Regions from separate parts of the Zea mays genome. Here region 1 is linked to region 2. A link is a contact called in public Hi-C data. All regions are on one chromosome and are shown on one strand. The core of a region is the stretch at or near the end of the contact, and the rest is flanking DNA. Distances in the headings are between cores, read along the strand shown.

Evidence for each region. Hi-C and Micro-C count contacts between places; a contact is called where the count stands out from the background.
Region 1: a contact with region 2 is called in a Hi-C map of ear, with 2.5 times the contacts expected there. The contact joins the promoter of LOC100285287 here to the enhancer-like site in region 2. A contact is called at or near these places in 4 of 25 Hi-C or Micro-C datasets (ear, leaf, leaf mesophyll and 1 more).

The regions. Positions count from the first base shown.
Region 1 is chr9:110,479,346-110,483,819 of Zm-B73-REFERENCE-NAM-5.0, reverse strand. It overlaps LOC100285287 (senescence-associated protein DH), which reads right to left and starts at 1,830. Exons shown (of 2, transcript NM_001399012.1): 1 at 1,242-1,830. The coding sequence starts at 1,745.
Region 2 is chr9:110,320,318-110,324,564 of Zm-B73-REFERENCE-NAM-5.0, reverse strand. It overlaps the pseudogene LOC111590168. Among protein-coding and RNA genes, the nearest start is that of LOC103638844, 7.5 kb to the right of the region's middle. Within about 2 kb of position 2,539, at least 10 of the 20 cell types and tissues checked have an H3K27ac peak or open chromatin away from gene starts, as enhancers often do. A contact at or near this core is called in ear, leaf mesophyll and tassel, where this site is marked.

The DNA of each region.
Region 1 (4,474 bases), core at 581-3,080, 160 kb before region 2:
GCTAGGAGAGGTTAGGCTCTTGGTTTTTAAAGAAATCGTGAATCCAATTTCTATAAACTGGGGCATAAACTGGTATGTTTGGAACCAACTAGTTTCCATAAACCAGTTTCTTAAAAACTGGTGGTTCCAAACAGGCCCTAAGTTCAGCAAATCATTATATCTCAGTGATAGACCCAATGCCAAATTTCAGATGAGTAGTACAATTATAATATGGAATGGAATTTGGTACCTCCAAATCCAACTTACAACCAGAAGCACCTCTTGGTACAAGGATCATACAATTTTTTTTTCAGCACAACAACGGATGCCCAGATACAAAAAGAACAAATTACCATTCACCAAGGCAGTTATGCTTATGGAATTATAGCACATTGCTCTTGCTTCTTCAGAAAATTGTATTACATGGACGTGCCATGAAATTCAGTCACGCTGTCACGGTGGTTTACCAGAAACATCAGTTTATTAATAACTATATAAAGACTTCAATTGATCTTTACCGATGAACTGGTATAACCATCTAATGCAGTTAGAAATTGATTTCTGGATCTATAGACAAGTTACTACAGCCACACCCAAAGATAATTGAAGAGGAACTAGGGTATTAACCAACAATGCAGTATAAGAATAGTGGTGGTACAGTTCGCCGGAACTGAAATACCCGCGGCATAGATTCATATAAAACATGGGCTGCCGTAAAAAATTATATTGTTTACCAACAAATTGGCATAACCGCCCAAAGCACTCTGAAACTGCTTGATGTATCTAGAGCCAAGCAACTGCAGCCACGCTCAAAGACAACGCAAGTGGAACTAACAAATGAATTAATAATGCAGCATATGAATCGTTGGGGTACATGCTCAAACTTGTGAAAAGTGGAATCTAAACTATTCTTGTAGGGTCCTACGCAAAATTCATCAAACAGTACTAACTCCATGCGCACAAACAGATAAGCCTGTCGCTCATCATTATAATTTATAATCTCGTAAAATCTAACAGAACAAAAACTTGAAATCAACATTCAACACTTCCGCAAATGACGCAAATCTACAGGATTATAATGATTGTAGAGATCTATGATAAATCGAATAAATCTACCAAAAAAGCCTTCATTGGAGACAAATTGTGTGATGTAAACTTCATCCACCCGAAAGGAAAATGCGGAACAGAATCAGCAATTCTGTTGACATTCAATAATCCAGGAATACTTAGAACGTGGAGAACTCGGCAGTCGGTGCATGTACCTGGATCGGGGAGAGGTTGCTGTTGACGAACTGGGCGGCCGTCTCCTTTCTGGACGCAAGCTTCTGGCAGACCTTGCCGTCCTGGAGGCAGCTGCGGATCTTGGCCCAGTTCTGCGAGTTCTCCACCCTCCTTTGCAGCCAGGTGGAGTAGTCCCCGAGGCGGTACTCCTTGTACCCCCTGCCGGAGACGACCCACCCGGCGCCGCGGTTGGTGACGACGAACGCGAAGACGGTGAATGCGAAGAGGAGCAGGATGAGGAGGAAGAGCGCGAGGAGGTAGAGCCAGAGGAGGCAGGAGGCACGGCAGAGCGCGCCGGCCAGGCCCGCGAGGGAGAGCGCGAGGAGGAGCACGCCCAGCGCGATGACGGGCCGCTCGAGGAACCGCTCGCAGTCGGTGGTGGACGCGCGGTGGCTGAGCCAGGCGCCGCCCCCCAGCGCGACGATGGCGAGGACCAGCACGCCCGCGTTGAGGAGACCCAGGAGGCCGTTGCTGCACCGCGCCATGGCGGCCGCCGCTCGCGTTCGGCTCTTGGGAGTTGGGACGGGATGGGGCTTCGGAGTTGGTCCACGGCGAGGAGTGCGTGCGCTTGTGCGGCGATGACGGTTGGTTGCTGGTTTTTATGGTGGTTTCGGTTTCTCTTGGGACGTTTCGAATTTTGAACTTGGAAAGGAGACTCCCTTTTTGGCCTTCTTTCTTTGTCCGGTTCAGTTGTTGTTTGGAGGAGATTTCGCAGCTGGTGGGTGGGCTATTGGATGCAAAGCTTGTGTATGGTTGGGGGCTCTCTTGAACGCAAGATTTCTTCCACTACACCAACAATTTTATAGTTTTCAGAAAATTGGAAAAGACAGTGTTCTGCTGAGAATAGACAGCTGCAGCAGCAGTCTACCAAGACTGTTCGCTTACAGCTTGTTCGCTGCGGCTTGCTGCGGCTGCAATCCGGCTGCGGCTGCGGCTTCTACAGTATTTTTCTCTCTATGGATTGCAGCTGCAGCAGTCCAAACAGCTGCAACAGTGTCGGCTTGTAGCCAGCCGAACACGCCCTTAGCTTTAATCTGTATCGGATTATATTGATTCTACAGTATTTTATCTCAGAGATTAGAGTTTTCAGCTAGGGAGTACGGTCATTGAGCCCCAGCTGTACATTACCTGCGTTGCAATTGTAAGTTATCGAAGTGCAAATTGCTAGGAGCCAATGGCAATGATAGTCTTCTTTGCAATGAATGTGAGATTAGAGAGAAATGAGTTCCATATTGGCGAATTCTTGATCTAAACTCGAATGCGAAAATAGGGAGGCGCAGGTCTGAAGGGTTTTGGCCTTTCTCCAGCCGACGAAACGTTTTTGGCACTTTTTTGCTGCTTCACGCTTCATCAATCCACCAGGCACTCTGGTGTTCACAAGAAACTCTGTTCGCTGATTCCTCAAAAAGAAACTCTGTTTGCTTGTGCGGCATGTGCAATCTTTCACTGTTTTGTTACTTGTTCCTGCTATGCCGTCAGTATGAATTATTGTCTACTTTTAAAATTACTAGTCACTGGCGCACGTCCTGCGCGCGTCAAAAATATTTTGTAATTTTATTGTCGAAGATGCTATATTGTTTGTAGGCAAAGTATTCGCATCTGTTGTAACTGTTACATTTGCACAAATCACAGAACAATTGAGTAGATTCTATAATAGATAGGCTTAGGCTGTCTCAAGCAGCGTCCCCCTAAAAGAATATTTTCTGTTCTTTACAGAACACTCTAAAAGATTATGTCCTCTATATATTCTCAGTCTTCAGCAGCGTCCCCTAAATTCGGTCCCCTAAAGCTACAGTGTTAACAGATTCCCTTTTTCCATTTCTTTTTCTGTTTTCTTCCCAATTCACGCTATACAAATGATGCGCAAAAAAGTGTATTTATTAATTTTTAAATTAATAAATTCGAATTGTCAATATTAAATACTATTGACTGTTTTGTTGTGTGTAATTGTTGTCGATAAAACGTCGTATAGTATTTTATCGGTACGAAAATATGTTTTTAAATTGACAAGCTTCCACCGTAAGCCACAACTCTTCTTCGAGAAGCCATCGACTTGCTTTGCTTCCCCTGCACGGCAACCGAATGGCTTGTCTCCGAAGCGTACTTCTTAGAGATGGCAATGGGTACCCGAAACCCGAAACCCGATGGGGTTTTACCCCATTAGGGTACGGGTTTGGGTCAATTTTCATACCCATGGGTTTGTTAATGGGCATAAATGTATACCCGACGGGTTCATGGGTACGGGTTTGTTCCTATAGTACCCAAACCCGTGAACCCGTGGGTTTTTTAAACCCGACCAAACCTAGTGTATATTGTCATTTTATTTTATAAACGAACAACAAACTTGTTAACTACCTATTTACTTCCTATTTTTTTATCAAATAGTGAATGTATAAGTAGTTGGTGAGAGTGTTGCTTGCTTGCTATTATAGTTATTATTAGCGTTATATATGTGGTGGATGTATAACTTAGTGTAAGGTAACTTGATTATACAACTTATTATTTGTATTTAATTCTCTCTACTAATATTTTTATACCAAATCATGAACTCGTTGTTCATTACATAAATTTTGGACCATGATCTCATTAATCATTACGATACTTATTGATTATAAAAAGAATAAGTATATTGGAGATAAAACCCGCGGGTAACCCGTGGGTACCCGCTAACCCGATGGGTACGGGTTTGGGCAAAATTTCAAACCCGTCACGGGTACGGGTTTTTTAATGGGTGTAAATATTTTTCATGGGTACGGGTTTGGGATAGCAAAACCCGGCGGGTTTGTACCCGTTGCCATCTCTAGTACTTCTTTTATAAATAGCGAGTGAGGCTTGCATACTTCACTCAACCTTGCCTTTACAAACTCCACAACAATGAACCCCTACCTAGAATCGAATTTTCTTGTTAGGTTGATGGAAGAAATGGAAGAGGAAGAAGAAGAATTGGAGTTGGCGAGGCACATGCTCATTAGGAGGCGGCGTGCACGCAACGAGCGTTGTCATGGTGGTTCCATTCCAGGGCATGTTCGGATTCATCGTGATCACATGAGCGGCGATGCAAGAATCCGAGCGGACTACTTTGGAGCGCAACACGTGTATACAGATGCTCAATTTCGTAGGAGGTATTTCAAATGGCCACATTCATTTTGCCATGTACATAACTTCATGACCCCTATTATGACACATTAATTTTATGGTAGGTTCCGTATGCATC
Region 2 (4,247 bases), core at 1,290-3,789:
ATTAATTTGAGATTTCATGTCCCAAGTGATTGCCAAAGGGACTCCAAATGGTACTTTGATTACTTTTTCACTCGTTTATTTGGATCATCAATAAAAGTTACAATAGGGAAGCTTAATTCAAGTTGAATGAGTTCATCACCGGTACCTCTATGAATGACACTGAGATTTTCTACGAAAAGATGATACACGAGTCTCCAAGGCTCAAGGGACTCGGTAAGTCCAGTTCTTGAACCGCATGCTGTTTTACTGGCTTCGATCCTTTGGTGAAACAGCGTATGAAATTACTGAGGCATATGTGGTTTCATCTCTCGTCTCGTCCTGGAAGCAAACAACCATGAGGATTCTAGAGGTGCGTACTGATCAGAGAGCATTCGTAACTGGTGCCATATTCTAATTCAACTTAGTTTTCACTGCCTATGTTTGGAAGGGATTCAAATGAGTTAGAATGGGAAACCCTAACCCTAACAGGGGTTGGGTGATGTATTAGTGCGACTGTAGGTCCAATCTGCATATGTGAAGAACGAATTTTAGCGGAACAATTTGAAGAAATTATCATTCAAGGTTGAGTTATTAATCTTCTGCCCCATCTACTATTTGTTGCTCAGTAAAATCGTGTCAATTATCTCCAAAAGACAGATCACATCCAGTAATTTTTTAGAAAAAACAACATTGTTTAGTGTCGCAATTTGTTATGCTCTGTTGCCTTCCACTGTCTACAGATTGTTGATGAGGCCAATACAAAGCTCATGAGGGATTATGTCGTGGAGGTTAGCCACATTGAAGACAAAAACTAAAACGTCTGAGTGATGATATAGGAAGTCTGACTAAGCTAAGGATCTTGTGAGTATCGCCATAATGTAACTTTTTCTTTTGAAAGATGCTTCTATGTTTCACAGTTTACACTACGACTCAATCACTCACTTTCTGAGCATTGCTTTGCAGAGATCTGGCTCAAACAGATATCTTGGTGGTCCATTGCCAGCTGCCATTGGGAAGTTGCTTAAGCTTGAATATTTGTAATTATGATTTCCGAGCATTCATTTTCTGTTTATATTTTTGGATTAGAGATTACAGTATCAGATAATTTTGATATGAGAATATAGCTTTGATATGACAATGATATTATGACTTTCATTTCTTTTTAGGTAATTGATGTACTTTTGCCTAGGAAATTTGATAATCATATCTGTGCATTTTAGCATGTTCTAAGTTCATTCAAGGTGCTACTTATGGAGTTCTATGATAGTGTACTAGACTTAGGTGGTTGTATAAAAGCACATATGTTATTTGAATTCAGAATCGTACCAGTTTAAACATTTTCTCAGCTATAGGCCATTAAGCATTCAAGTCTATAGTATCCAAAATGCAACCGGACCATACATTTCTGATGTGAACCAGTGCTGGTTGTGGTTGCAGAAGCTTGTGCCACAAACCAAACATGTTCATATCGTGGCCGTTTCGGCCATATGTTGGGCCATCTAGAAATCAAGGAATAGAATATGCTTTGAGAATATTCTAATTAAATCACCTAATGAAATTATCTGCCATGCGAGCGCTCTGATGATTTCATGGACAGGTTTGAGCAAAAGGGAGTTGCAGCCTGCAGGGCTTGATTCAAGAAGGTGCAAAGCTGCTGGTCTGGGCACCGAGCGTAACGTTGGATGCTCGTGTTGTCGATCAAGTGGAAGAGGATAATGATGATACAGAGAATTAAAAGTTTGGTATAGTGATCAACTTTCCGGTGGAAGCCCACGAAGATTGTCTACTTCTGGATCTTGGCGGTGTAGCTTTGTTCTGCTTCTCTTGTGATGTTCTTGTCCAAGTATAAGGTCTACAATGGCATAATGTTTGTACCATCTTTTTCTGTGGTAACTTATTTTTTCTCATGCAGTGCATGTGACTTGAAACTTTGTTAAGACATAGTTTGTGAAAGGGGAAAGGATCCAATATTTTCTATAGTCGATTTTGGTATTTGACGTCCATCACAAACGATTATTAACAGAAGCTATGTACTTGTCTGCATTTTGTATATCATAGTGATGTCTGTCGATCTGTATCTATTTTTTACTCCCGTCGCAACGCACGGGCATGTAACTATGATTTAGTGAAGTACCTAGATCAACTCACTTGTTATGATTGTTGAGTTGATTCTTGATAGTATCACTAAACAATGACATATTTGTGTATAAGTGCCCCCGTTGCAACGCACGGGCATATACCTATTATATATATACTTGCTGTCTTGCTCTAGTGGTTACCTCTGTCCGTACCGTACAACTTGTACCAGTGCTAGTACGCAGCTGCCTGCCGAGGTAAAACTGCCATGCTCTGCTGCGTTGCGATGGCAATCAAGCTGTTTTAAATTTCGCGGCCAGTGCCCCGGCCAATCGACCTGCGTGCGTAGCCTGGCGTTGGCCACTCAGCGCGCGCTAGCTCCCGCAGCGGCCTCATTATTATGCCAGTCTCAGTCTCCCCGGCGGTGCCCAGTGCCCACTGTGCCGACCACCGGGCTGACGACCGCTGCTGCAACCGCGTCCCCGTCCGCCGTCCCGGCCTCCCGAGTCCCCGGGCTACCTGCCAATGAACAATAGCCCAGCCGGTAGCGCGCGGGAAGGCGGCGAGAAGCATCCCCACGCGTCCGCATGTGCGGTTGGGAGTTGGGTTTTGGATATTTTCTCGGCGCTCTCGCAGCCCTTCCTCCTCCCCTGCTGTCTCGTTCATCATAGACTCCTGTCTGAGCGAGTCCATTGCATTTGCTGCTGCGGCAGGTCCTGCCGCCATGCCTGACTCCCTCGTGCTCCAGTCCAAACACAGGCATCTGTCTTCTGCTAGCCATTGATTTCGTGTAGAACTGTACTACTGTAGCCTGTGTGGCTGCGGGCACCTGTACTTGTACTTGCACCGCGCACCGCTGTCACCGGGTTACAGTAGGGAAAGCTGATTAGGGCATATACAATGTTGTTTAATGTAGATGTTTTAGAGGTGTTTAAAAATTGAGTTTTTTAAAAAAAAATCGTGAAGTCATCTATGCTTGAATAGATATATCTGGCTCGTAACCTAAATAGCGACAGACGTCTCACTTTGCACTGTAAGAACTCGTCTTCCGTTTTATCGATCTGATGTTGTATAGATGTATCTACTTCTGTATTTATTAATAGTTATCTCTTGTGCTTTGAGAACCGTTTTGATATCTCTCCACTGTACCTGACTTTAGATGCACATGCGAGGCCTTTGGCCTTTGCGGTGAGTGCGATACTCCTACGGATGCAGCATCGCAAGTAGCTACTTATTAGTAGCAGCATTAGTTATACTCTAAATGTGCAAGGCCTGAACTAATCAACTTCAGCAGTGTTTCTGGCTACTGAGCAATATAAATGCCACAGTCCATACATTTGCGGGATTAACAGAAAAGTGAATGCGTTCAAATGTTGCTCGGACTATGCAGAATTGCAGACGAGGGCTAGTTAACACTTGTACAGTGAGGTTATATCTGTTCCATTCTGAATTCTTTTTTTTTCCTTCGTTTTCATGGATCCGCCCCTGTGATGTGGACGGTGTTTTGAGGCCATATATCACACACGCTCGTACTGCGCAGGTCATCATGACTTAAAGACAAGCATGGCATATAAAAAAATCAGAAAATAATAATACAGAGATCGAGTATGTCACATGTGTTCAGACAACAACAGCAAGGGATTTGAAGACGTTTACTAAAAACATGTAGAAATCACTTGAGGCAGTGGACTGGGTCGACCGGAACCGTTGGCAGGAGGTTATGCGCGAACGAAGCAGGAAGCAGCGTTGGGCCGGCCGGGATGCATGGGGTCTGCGCGGGTGGTCGGGAGACCTGGTCACAGCTGATGATGAGCTCGATCGGAGGCGGCACAAACGCCGCCTGAAACTTGAATTCGCTGCGCTGGAGCTGGAGCTGGAGTGTGGGCGGCTAGCCCGATCAGCGACGGCCGCACCTGAACTGCCACTCCCCAACTAATAATAACTGATCGCCGCACCGCACCTCCCCCCCTTGACGCTGGTAATTGGGTCTGCCCGAATAATGCCGCCGGCCGGTCACACAGGTCTCCCGGCCGCGTGGGCAAAGTCGTCAACGATTCAGATTGATCGATGGTGCCTGCAAGTTTGGCATTCCTATTATTCCTAGCAATAATCATGCTTGCGAGCCGCCAATCCGCAAGTGCAGTACCTTTCGACAAGGCCAAAAGATCGATCGATATGCCAAAACCGTAGAG